3 separate regions of the Sus scrofa genome follow, and all the other regions are linked to region 1. The links are chromatin contacts, called in public Hi-C and HiChIP or PLAC-seq maps. All regions are on one chromosome and are shown on one strand. Each heading gives the region's core, a stretch centred on a gene start, on an enhancer-like site or on the middle of the called end of the contact. The rest is flanking DNA. Distances are from core to core; before and after follow the strand shown.

What was found. Hi-C and Micro-C count contacts between places; a contact is called where the count stands out from the background. HiChIP or PLAC-seq counts read pairs in DNA pulled down with a chosen protein or histone mark.
Region 2: a Hi-C map of skeletal muscle shows a contact between it and region 1, with 3 times the contacts expected there. The contact joins the promoter of RAB3A here to the promoter of PIK3R2 in region 1. A contact is called at or near these places in 4 of 47 Hi-C or Micro-C datasets (embryonic fibroblasts, heart right ventricle, liver and 1 more) and 1 of 2 datasets of contacts at active chromatin or transcription factors (alveolar macrophages).
Region 3: an H3K27ac HiChIP or PLAC-seq map of alveolar macrophages shows a contact between it and region 1. The contact joins the promoter of MAST3 here to the promoter of PIK3R2 in region 1. A contact is called at or near these places in 17 of 47 Hi-C or Micro-C datasets (alveolar macrophages, blood, brain and 8 more) and 2 of 2 datasets of contacts at active chromatin or transcription factors (alveolar macrophages and skeletal muscle).

The regions. Positions count from the first base shown.
Region 1 is chr2:59,650,322-59,654,149 of Sscrofa11.1, reverse strand. PIK3R2 (phosphatidylinositol 3-kinase regulatory subunit beta) reads left to right here and starts at 2,075. Exons shown (of 16, transcript XM_021083506.1): 1 at 2,075-2,212. It overlaps MAST3 (microtubule-associated serine/threonine-protein kinase 3), which reads left to right. Exons shown (of 28, transcript XM_021083495.1): 28 at 1-1,250.
Region 2 is chr2:59,602,150-59,606,107 of Sscrofa11.1, reverse strand. RAB3A (RAB3A, member RAS oncogene family) reads right to left here and starts at 1,719. Exons shown (of 4, transcript NM_001123179.1): 1 at 1,492-1,719. The coding sequence starts at 1,719.
Region 3 is chr2:59,698,082-59,701,955 of Sscrofa11.1, reverse strand. MAST3 (microtubule-associated serine/threonine-protein kinase 3) reads left to right here and starts at 2,588. Exons shown (of 28, transcript XM_021083495.1): 1 at 2,588-2,674. The coding sequence starts at 2,636.

The DNA.
Region 1 (3,828 bases), core at 826-3,325:
GTCCACAAACAGAGTTCCCCCTCCACGGCAAAGCAAAGTAATCCTGATGATGGACTGGATTCTGAAGGCTACTACCCATCATCATTGTCTCCATCCCTCAGCCAACTGTGCCTGAGTCTGCGTCCAATCCGATGGGCTTAAGGGGGTGTGGGCTGGGGCTTTGATGTATGTGTAGAAGTTCACCAGATTTAGGCAGAGGGGTTGCCCACTTCACAGCCAGACACTGGTGCCCTGGCAGGCAGAGGCCTCAAAGGGCACTTCAGGGTAGCATAAGGATGTCCACCCTGAACAAGATTTTTTTGTGTTTGATGCCCACCGGGGTGAACCCTTGACCATGATGTGTCTGAAACCCCTCCCCCCGCTAGGGGGTGCCCTCCATGTGTCAGAGCCTCCCCGGGATGAAATTTGAGTGAGAAAGTCCAACCAGGGGTCAGTGAGGCCAAAGTTTGAATCTTGGCTTCACATTTGGCTCTGGGAAAATGGCTTCCCAGCTCTGTGCCTCGGTTTCCTTGTGTTTACAAAGCTAATCCCAATGACTATTTATTAAGCACCTACTGTATGCCAAGCGCTTTTACTCGTGGCTTCTCCCTCAGCCAGCCTTAAGAAGGCTAGAAGTGGTGTTCTCATCCTCATTTTACAGACAAATAACTAAGGTCTGGGGAGAGGCAGAGATTTGTCCCATGATTGCCTGGTGAGAGTCATGCAGCCAGGCTCTGTCTCTCTGGAGCTTGGATCTAATGTCAGAGCAGATTCCAGCTCTCTCCCCTGTGATGCTAAGTGACCCACTGGGCACCTCAGAGCCTCCCTTTCTCCCATTTGTGGGTTGTTAGCAAGATCTCTGTGTCCTACGTGGTGAGGGCACTTTCCAGGCACTGCAGCCCAGTCTGCATTCCTTCTGGAGACACCCATGCAGCACCACCTAGTGTTGGAGCTAGACCAAGGCTGTGCATGACTTGCTCCCGCCTTCCACCCCGGAGCTGACAGTGAATAAAAGCCCACATTTACAAAAAGGAGGTCCAATGTCTGGATTTGTGAGGGGCCAAGAAAAGGGTAAGGGAAGAGTGGGGTGGAGGCGGGATGAAAACAGACCCGTGGCTCAAAGTCACTTGAAGTGGGTTTTGAAGGCTGCTGGGAGTTCATCATTGAGCTGCCCTCTCCGTGTACCCATCAGAGTACCCATCAGAGGCTCTGTCCTTCAGGGCTTCGTCTGGGGCCCCGAAGCTGTGGCAATAAATAAACCATCTGTGTCCTTTTTATATTAGTCTTTGCTTGGGCTGTCCCCTACAATTCTCCTCACCCCCTTCGGAACCCAGACCAGCCCGAGTGCCTTCGGTTACCTCCGAAGTAACCCGTAGGGTCGGAAACCCTTGGCCACGCCTCCCGATTCCGAGTGTCTTGGCTATTTCCGGAAACAGCCTGGGCATCTGGGCAGGCACTGGGTTAGTTATCCCTACCGGCGAGTTGATTCAGCTGTTCCCGGATCCTCTGGGCTACCGTGAAGACCTCAGATTTCAACCCCGGCTTCTTCTGGGCCATCAGCTTGTTTCCTGAAAAGCTCAGGTTTCTGTGGCTAGCCCCTTCCCCCATCTCCGCCACCTCCAGTTTCTTGAATTTGGGGCCACCTCACCCGCCCTTTGGAGATGTCCATGCTTCGACAGTTTCAGGAAGGTGCCTTTGGATCTAAGTTCCTAGGGCCTCATTTGGGACCGAACACACTTGGTTCTTGACAAACTTTCCGAAGTCTCCAGGCCCATCCCCTGTTCGGCTAGTCCAGCTAGAGCGCGCTCGGGCCATTTCCGGAATCGCTCGGTCTTCTCTGAGAGCAGCCGAGCCTAGCCAACCCGAGCTCGGGTCGCTCACCTGACCCGATTGTGCTCGGTTATTTCCGGAAGTGATCGGTTATCCCGGGGCAAACACCCCCGTACCCTCCAGTCCCGCGGGAGTACGTTCGGCTCTTTCCGGAAGCACTCGGGTGTCCCCAGCCTCCGCCTCCGCTTCGTTTCACCCGCCTTACCCGAATACACTCGGCTGTTTCCGCCGGAGGCGGGCCCGACCGATCGGAACCGCGGCGGCGGCGGCGGCGGCGGCGGCGGCGGCGGCGGCGGCGGCGGGGATCCCGCGGCTGCGGCGACGGCGGCCGCGGTGTAGCCACGGATCGGGCTCGGCTCGGCGTGACGGCTGCCGCGGCGGCGGCGGAGGCGGCCGCGACCAGGTAAGTCCAGGCTGGTCCGCGTGGCAGGCCGGGCAAAGGGTGCGCTTAAATGCAGGGCGCCCAAGCAGAGCGTGGGGCCACGGTTGAAGCCAGAACGCAAGCCGGGCTGCATCGGGCCCCGCGGGAACAGGGGGCCGCAGGGAGCGGGAGGCCTCAGGCTCGATCTGGCTGCGGTGCATCATCCGAGACAAGACGATGGGGGCAGTACGGGAGACCCTAGGCAGAGATAAAGGGTTGGAGCCGCGGCCCTGAATTGAGAGAGGCCCTGCCAGGAGTAGGGCGTCGAGTAGTAATGAGGGGCGCCCAGGCATTGTGTGGGGCATAGTAGGGTGCAAGACAGTAGAGGGTCGACTCCACTTCCGGCCCCTGGACTGGTCTGCGGGGTCCACGCAGGCTCAAAAGTGCGTCTTCACACGCATGAGCACGCAGGCCCTGTGTCCAGCCTCCAAGCCCCCAGCCAGGACTGTCCCCTCCACCCCGCCTCTTGGATTCGAGGTTCGAGGAGCGCTGGTTCCCAGGCGTGCTCACCGGGGCATGTGCAAACGTGTGCACGCCAGGGCGCGGAGGCGGGCAGACAAACGGATTCAGGAGGTTTCTTGGACGTCCCTCTCGCTGGGCCTCAGTTTCCCCACCTGTACAGTGGGGGCACAGGGGCCAGGGAACAGGTAAGTTGGAATGTAGAGCTTTTGCTCCGTGCTCAGATACCTCTTGCCGCTCCGCGTGATCGAAGAATAAAGCCTGACTCTCTGTCTGGCACTCGAGGCCTTGCGTGTTCTGAGGCTTCCTTAAGGCACCCTGAACTCTTGGCAAGCATTTCTTGCAGTCAAGCCTTTGCATGTACTGTTCCCTCTGGCTAATACCCCCTCCTGTCCTCTGTGAGGACCCGCCCTCCAGAAAACACCACCCCTCCCCACCACCATCCCCAACCTCTCAGGAGAACTCAACCTGCAGGGCTGAGATTGGATGTCTGTGCTGGGCTGTGTCTGCCTGAGACTGAGGGCTCTTGGGAGGTGATCATTGCCCTTCCAGCAGCCTCCCCCTTGGCAGCAGCCATGCCCCACCCCCATGTACCCCTTGCTGGCTCCATGGGGACAAGGTCCTCTGGGCCTCCTACCCATCCTCTCATGTGTTGAGTACCTCCTGTGGCCCCCAAACTGAGCCATGTCAGGACTCCTGTCCCCTTCTCTCCTGCAGATCCATTTGTTTGGACTCACCTCTAGGCCTTTGCCTGTGCGGGGCCTCTGCCTTGGACCTCTCCTACCCTCTTTCGCCCCTGCTGCCTCTTTCTGTGTCCAGCTGGCCCAACCTCTTAGAGCTCCCACAGCGCCATGAGCATCCTCCCCCTCACACCCTCCCCGCTCTGGGTATAACTGTTTGGCCACGTGGGTCTTGTGAGGTTGGGCGGATCTGAGTTGAGTCCTGGCTTCCTGGTCCATTGGCTGGTCCAACCAAGGCCTCCCTGCTCTGAGCCTCAGTTTCCCCATCTCTAACAAGGGCAAGGAAGAGCTTTTTTACTGAGCATACAGTGTGCCAGGGCAGATTCTTGGGAGCTCTGCTCCCAACCCCGAGGGAGGGCTATTATTGCAACCATTTTACAGCAGGGTAAACTGAGGCCC
Region 2 (3,958 bases), core at 470-2,969, 48 kb after region 1:
CTCTGGTGTAGGCCGGCAGCTACAGCTCCGATTGGACCCCTAGCCTGGGAACCTCCATATGCCGCAGGAGCGGCCCTAGAAATGGCAAAAAGACAAAAAGACCAAAAAAAAAAGCACCAGAGAGTTCTCTTGTGGCACAAATGGTTAAGGATCTAGCGTTGTCACTGCAGTGGTTTGGGCTGCCACTGTGGCATGGGTTCAACCCCTGGCCTGGGAACTTCCACATGCCCCTGGGTGTGGGCAAAAAACAAAAACCAATAGCATCGGGATTGAGATGGCAGAGGAGTAAGACAAGGTACTCATCTTCTCCAATGAACACATCAAAAAAAACAAAACAAAAACAAAAACCCATCTACATGTAGAAAGATTCGTACAAGACATCTACTGAATGCTGACAGAAGATCTTAAACCTCCAAAAAGGGCAAGAAACCCACCACATAACTGGGTAGAACAAAAGAGGAAAAAGAGAGAGAGAGACAAAAACAAAACAAAAAACCAAAATAGACCAAAATCAGGAGTTCCTGTCATGGTGCAGCGAAAACAAATCCACCTAGTATCCAAGAGGATGTGGGTTTGATCCCTGGCCAAGCTCAGTGAGTTGGGGATGTGTTGCCATGAGCTGTGGTGTAGGTTGCAGATATGGCTTGGATCTGGCATTGCTGTGGCTGTGGTGTAGGCAGGCAGCTGCAGCTCTGATTAGACCCCTAGCCTGGGACCCTCCATATGCTGAGGGTGTGGCCCTAAAAAGACAAAAAAAAAAAAACAAAAAACAAAAAACTTGAAGGATGAGGGAGGGAGCCCTGCAGAGATAAGAAGAAAGGTAATCCAGGCAGAAGGCACAGCCCAGGGAAAGGCCCAGATGTGGACTATGTCTGGTATATTTGAGGAACAGTGAGACAGTGAAGAGGCTGAGGTAGAGATGGAGGGATACAAATGAGATTGGGTATCAACAAGGATAGACCACACAGGATCTTAGCCAGGGGGAGAAGGCACAGGTTTAACCCAGATGAGGTGGGAGCCTTGGCAGAACTGTGAACAGAGAAGGGATGGTTCTGACTTTGGATTTAGCAGGCTCCCTCATGTCTCAGAGGCACTGAGGGAGGTGGCTAGAGGAGCCTGTTCCTGTCTCGGAGAATGAGGTGGGGGGGGGGGTCAAGATTTCTCTGAAACCTCATACAGAGCCACATGGAGGAAGCTGAAGATGGGGAGAGAAGCTGAGGCACCAAGCAAATGATGTGTCCAATGATGTCAGAGGTAGGAGAGGACCTACCTGGCATTTGCTACTTCCCCACCCTTGGAGAGCACCGATGACACACTGAAAGAACCGAGATACCCTCTTCTGTGCCTCTATCCTGTGGTACACAGTAAGGGCCTGAAAAAATGCTCAGTGTGTAATGAATGAATCTAGACAGGAAAGCAATAGGGAAAGCTGGGCTGCTCTTTGGGACAGAGAGGGAGTGATGGAGACAGAATTCCCCCAGCTGGACCCACCCAGATCTGCAGCTTGATCCTCTTATCATTCCGGTAGATGGTCTTGACCTTGAAGTCGATTCCTACAGTGCTGACAAAGGCAGGCGTGAAGGAGTCGTCTGCATAGCGGAAGAGGAAGGATGTCTTGCCCACACTGCTGTTTCCAATGATGAGGATCTTAAACATGTAGTCAAAGTTCTGGTCCGAGGACTCCTTCTGCCCATAGCGCGAGTCTGTGGCAGATGCCATCTGGGGGTACGGGGCATAGGCGAGCGTGAGAGGGTCGCCCTCCAACTCCAAACGCCCAAGCCCAGACTCAGGATGGAAGAACTCCAGAGCTCCCAGAGTGAGACAGAGATTACCTTTATCCCGTCAGGAGCCCCAGTACTAATGGTGGGGCCCACAGCAGAGGGCGGGCCTTGACCTTGAAAGGCCCAAGGTTTCAGGGGAGGACTTTCAGACCGAAAGGGATGGAGACATCGCTGCAGGCCGGAGCCCCTGGTCCGACAGCAACCTAAGCCCTACAGCTGTGCCTAGGGGAGTGACTGCGGCCGGCCCCGCCCCCTATCAATCATTCACGTTCCTCAGAACTGAGCGGCGCTAGCGCACGTGCACACGCGTGTACGGTACCCGCGGGGACGCGTATCTGCAGTCCTCCCAGATTCCCAGGCTGGGAGAGCTCGGGCTGAAGCAGCTACCCCACGTGATAGGAGCAGGGCGTGCTCACGCTCACGTGCACACAGCAGGGCACACACCAGGGCACATTCGTGCATATCTGAGCATCGAACACACTCGGCGCACAGGACAGAGGCAGACACCTGTCTGCACACCGACATGCATATACCAATGAGCAAATCCACCCGTGCGCACTGTGTCCTCCACCTATGCAGCCGAGTACACGTCACCCACATGGGCACGCATCTCTGTACATGTATGCACTTTGCTGTGCACGCACACGCATAGTCCACGCGTCCCCCTCCACACGCGTGCAACATGCACAAACTTGAGTAGGGAAACCCGGGGGGGTCACAAGAGCATACCCTGGGACCCAAGCAAGGGTACACACAAATCGGCCGGTACAGGCGGGCGCGCACACGCGTGTGCACACCACGCGCACGCGCACGCATGGAGCCTCCCGCGCGCACAGCTTCCCGCAAGGCACCCGTCTCGTCTCCCCTCCCCCTCCGCCGCAGAACCGGGGTGGAGAGGTGGGGGTGGGGAGGAGGATCCAGCAGGTAAGGGGAACCTACCCCTCCCCAGGCTCGCGACCGCCGCATCCTTCCCCTCATTTAACACCTGCCAACCTCGTCTCTCACCCCAGCCAGCCCATCAGTCAAATGAAGGTTATGTAGGTACTCCGAGCGGGAGTGCACAGGGACACTCGGGAGCTCACCTTGCCCTGCAGTGATGTGGTGGTGACCCTAGCGGTGGCGACGGGGCCCCCAGTGCGTTGATGTGGGGCTGCGCGGCAGCGGAGGCGGCGGCAGCGGCTCAGGCCCCTGCAGTCCTTGGTGACGTCCTGCAAAGAGCAGGGCGGGGCCTCACATGCAGATACGGCCGTGACGCCATCCTGGGGCGGAGCCACGCATTGAGATAGGGTCCACTGTCACACGCAGAGCGGGGAGGGGCGAGGCTCCCCACGCAGATTGACGCGAGAATGGGGCGGGGCCCAGCGAGCGCATCCAGTAGCTAGCGAAAGCAGTGCCGGAGGGGAGGAATCGCCTGCTGGGGCCACCTCTCTCCAGTGTTAGGGAGGCGGGGTTTCACGGCGCCTTATGATTGGCTTAAGTGTTCAAGCGATTTGCTAAATAGCCAATAAAAGATTGTCACGGCCCTCCTCTCGTCCAGCGTTGGTTCCCGAGTGGTTGAAGGGCGGAGAGGTTGAGGCTTTGGCGGAGCCTTGGTCTTCTGGGGGCGTTCCCCTTCCCCACCCCCGCGCACCCCAGGTCCGGGATCAGGGGGTCCCCGCCCAGTCCTGAGTGCCGTGACCTCTCGTTAAACACCCCAGTTTCAGAAAAAAGGAACCGAGAAGATGCTCCATGTCTCCTATTTCAAAATAAGTGCAAAAGAAGAAAAAACAGAAATAGGGGTAAAGATAGACCCTGTCTAATTTCTGAGATGTTAGATCCCCAAAGGGAGCCGGGCTGGTGGATGCTCCACCCTGTTAATGAGATGGAGAAAGAAGCAATTGGGACCAAGAGAGCCACCCTTCCCCAATTCCCAGAAGGAAGGAAAGAGCTGATGGACGCTCCGGGAACCCCTCTCGTTCCTGTGCCCCATTTTCCAGAGAAAAATTCGAAGAAATGGCGGAAGCAGGGCGGAGAGACGGCCTGTCCCCCAAACTCGCAAAGCCTGCAGTAAAAGGCATGGGAAACAGGGAGGATACGAACAAGGTTTAAAAACCAACAATAACGATGCAGGGTCGGAGATGCTTTACCCCTCCCTGGTTCCTGAGTTAAGAGACGGAGACTCAAGAATCCTCCCTCCT
Region 3 (3,874 bases), core at 1,339-3,838, 47 kb before region 1:
CCATGAGGTTGTGGGTTCAATCCCTGGACTCACTCAGTGGGTTAAGGATCTGGCATTGCCATGAGCTGTGGTGTAGATCACAGACACAGCTTGGATCTGGCTTTGCTGTGGCTGTTGGTATAGACCGTCAGCTACAGCTCCGATTAAACCCCTAGCCTGGGAACTCTATATACTGCTGGTGCAGCCCTAGAAAAGGCAAAAAGACAAACAAAACAAAACAAAAAAACTCAGAAATTCCACTGCTAGGTATATACCCAAGAGAACTGGAAGTATATATCCACACAAAAACTTGCACATGAATGTTCGCAGAAGCACTATTCGCAACAGCCAAAAAGTGGAAAACTCAAATGTCTGTTAATGGATCACAAAACAGACAATAGACAAAACATGTCTATCCAGGCATTGAAATACTATTTAGCCATAAAAAAAAATGAAGTAGCGGCATTTGCTGCAATGTAAACAAATCTTGAAAACATCATGATGAGTGAAAAAAGCCAGACACAAAAGGCCACAGGTTTGCATGAGTCCATTTATGTGAAATGTCCAGCACTGGCGAATTCATAGAGAGAGAAATCAGATTGCTGGTTACCAGGGACTAGGGGAGGGACAGAATGGAGGAGTGGCTGCTCACCAGTATAGGGTTCTTTGTTTGTTTTGTTTTGCTTTGTTTTTGTTTTTTTAGGGCCACACCTGTAGCATATGGACATTCCCTGGCTAAGGGTCGAACTGGAGCTGCAGCTGCTGGCCTACACCACAGCCACAGCAATGCCAGATCTTTAACCCACTGAGCAAGGCTAGGGATCGAACCCACATTCTCATAGATACTAGTAGGGTTAGTTAACTGCTCAGCCACGAAAGCAAGTCACAGTATAGGTTTTCTTTAGGGGCTGATGAAAGTGTTCTAAATTTAGATGATTGCACAAGAGGGCTGTGAACATTAAAAACCACAGAACTGTGTACTTTAAAAAGGTGATTTTTTTTTTTTGGTCTCTTAGGGCCACAACCATGGCATAAGGAGGTTCCCAGGCTAGGGGTCTAACCAGAGCTGTAGCTGCCGGCCTACACCACAGCCAGAGCAACACCAGATCCTTAATCCACTGACCAAGGCCAGGGATCGAACCTACAACCTCATGGTTCCTAGTCGGTTTTGTTTCCACTGCGCCTCCCGAAACTCCCTAAAATGGTGAATTTTATGGTAGGTGAATTACAAGTCAATTTCATGGATGAGATAAACAAGTTTTGTCTTGAAGTCTTGATTTTGATGTCCTCAATCTGGCCACTATAACTTGGTGGGATCCTACAGTACCTCACAGGTCATTAGCCAGAGACCCTACCTAGGGTTCCCTCCAATGTAAGAACATTCTCTAATGTCTGGTCAGAACAGGGCGGTAAAGGAGGAAAATTGCAGCTGCAGAGACAGTGGGGCCCTAGTGAAAGAGAGAATGTGAGTGCCATCCTGGGACTTTGGACTTTTCCCAGCCTCCCTTTCCCTTCTGCCAAGTCAGACTGAACAATGATGGTCAAATACCTGTGAGAGGTCTTCATGAGGCACTTGGCTGGGTGCTCAGCTGGCACTCAGCAAAAGCAGTTATCCTCAAAACAAACAAACAAACAAACAAACAAACAAACAAACAAACAAAAAAAACCTAACAACTACAGTGGCAATCTATTCTTGTTAATAAAGATTTATTGGAACAAGGACCAGGATAGGGATGAGACAAGGGAGGCAAAGACATGCAAGGGCAGAGTCTGATCCTCTCATTTAATTAACTTGTTTATTTGGCCGTCGGGCTTATGGACTTCCCCAGGACAGGGATCAGATCCCAGCTGCAATAGCGACCTACCCAGATTAGGCAAGGATCCTATAACCCACTGTGCAGGGCGGGGATTGAACACGTGTCCTGGCATTACAGAGACATTCCTGATCTGGTTGCACCACAGCTAATCCGGTCGCGCCACAGCGGAACTCTTGATCCTGTCTTTACTTAAAATGTTGATGTTTAGCTCATTATGCATTTTTGCATTAGTTTTGATTCTTTAAAATGTTGTATTAAAATACTATATATCTTTTTTTTTTTTTTTTTTGGCCGCCCCTGGGGCATGTGGAAGTTCCTGGGGCCAAGGATAGAACCGTTGCCAAAGTTTGAGCGACCCATGCTGCTGCAGTGACAACGCCAGATCCTTAACCCGCTCCGCCACAAGAGAACTCCAAAATATTATATATCTTGATTACCGATTTATTTGCGGGCCCTTAAATATTGCATGGAGGTGAGTGCCCCACACTCTTCACCCTTGTTGCGGGCCCAGGGCACATGGATTAACTTCTCTGAACCTCAGTTTCCTCATTGGCAAAAGAGTTTTTTTTTTTTTAAATCAGGTGTTTACCTGGTAAAAAGATTTCTAAAATCTGGGAAGATTCATTGAAAAATGTTTACTTCTGGGCTGGAGGGGTGGGGAGGGGCCTGGAAGGGCGGGGCAGGCTCGCCCAAAGTGGGCGGACCTTTCGAGAAAAGCTCTCAAGGAGGGGCGGGGTCACAGCTCGTCAGCTGACCGGCTTGACCAATGGCGCGGGGTGGCGGGGCCTGGCAGGCTGAGGCGGGGCCGGGCGCCGGCCAGCAGTGCGGACTAGCGGGCCATGGACGAGCCAAGTCTCCTGCGACGCCGTGGGCTCCAGGTGAGGCACCAGCGCGGGCGGGAGGAGGGCGCTGGCGGAGTGAACCCAGCCTTCGTGTCGGGGTGGGGGCTTTGGCTGGCCAGGGGCAACTGAGGCAGAGGGCGGGAAGCGCTCTGGAGGCTCCCGCTCGCATCTCAAAGTGCTTTTCGTATGATGGGAAGAGGGTATGCCTATTTGACATACGGAGAAAGTGAGGCTCCGTTGGAGAAAGGGGCTGAGGGTTTCGCTCTCTCCACCAGCAGCATTTGAGCGCTCACCATATATTCATTGTTGTATTAATCATTTTACTAGTGATATATTAAGACTAATTAATGTTTATTAAAACTTGCCTCCTGCCTTCGCAGCGCCACCGCACCCTGCCTCAGCTCAACCCTTAACACAAGCTGGGGAGATTGGGGCTATCCAGACACCCATTCGTCAGTTAAGGAAACAGGCTCAAGTCTAGGAAAGTCACAAACCTTAGGTGGCCCAGCAGGGATTCAGTCCAGCGCCCTTAATCAGCTCTCTGGCGCACAAACCATTGCCAAGTGGCTGTGTGGCTTGGGAAGGGAGCGGCGTTGGCGGGAGGCCCTCTTGCTTCCTTGAACCTCAGTTTCCCCATTCACTATAAGGGCCTTTTCTGACCTGTAACCTCGGGTTTATGTTTGGGAGGCAGTGCCACCAGGAGATAAGAACATAGGCGTTAGGGCTAGCAGAGGCTGATATTCGAACCCACGTGACCGCGGGCGGCAACTTCTTTGACTTCACTGGGCCTCAGTTTTCCCATCTGTGCAATGGGAAGTTAGACATTCTAGCCATTTCCTTCTGAGGTTTAGACGACACTTAAGAAGCCACCATTTGCAAGCAGAGGGCATCCGGGATTCAACATTTACCCGACAAACATTTATTAAGTGCCTGCTGTATGCCCCCTCCCCTCACTCTGGAGAGGCAGGGCAGGGGAGGAGGGGTTCACCCTCTGGAACTCCCTTCCTGGATCCCCCAGCCTGTTGGGGGAGATGGTCCCCTGAGCAGCAGTGGCACTGTAGAGGATCTGCTGTGATGGGCACACTCAGGCACCCCTGGAGAAGGCACATGAACCAAGGGTTGCTGGGTAGCATTGGGACAGAAGAGGCAGCCACTGGTGGCAGGGCAGGGGATAGGTGTTTGGGGAAATGAAAGAGGCTGAAAAAAGCTAGAACCTAGTAAGGACAGGGGTGAAGC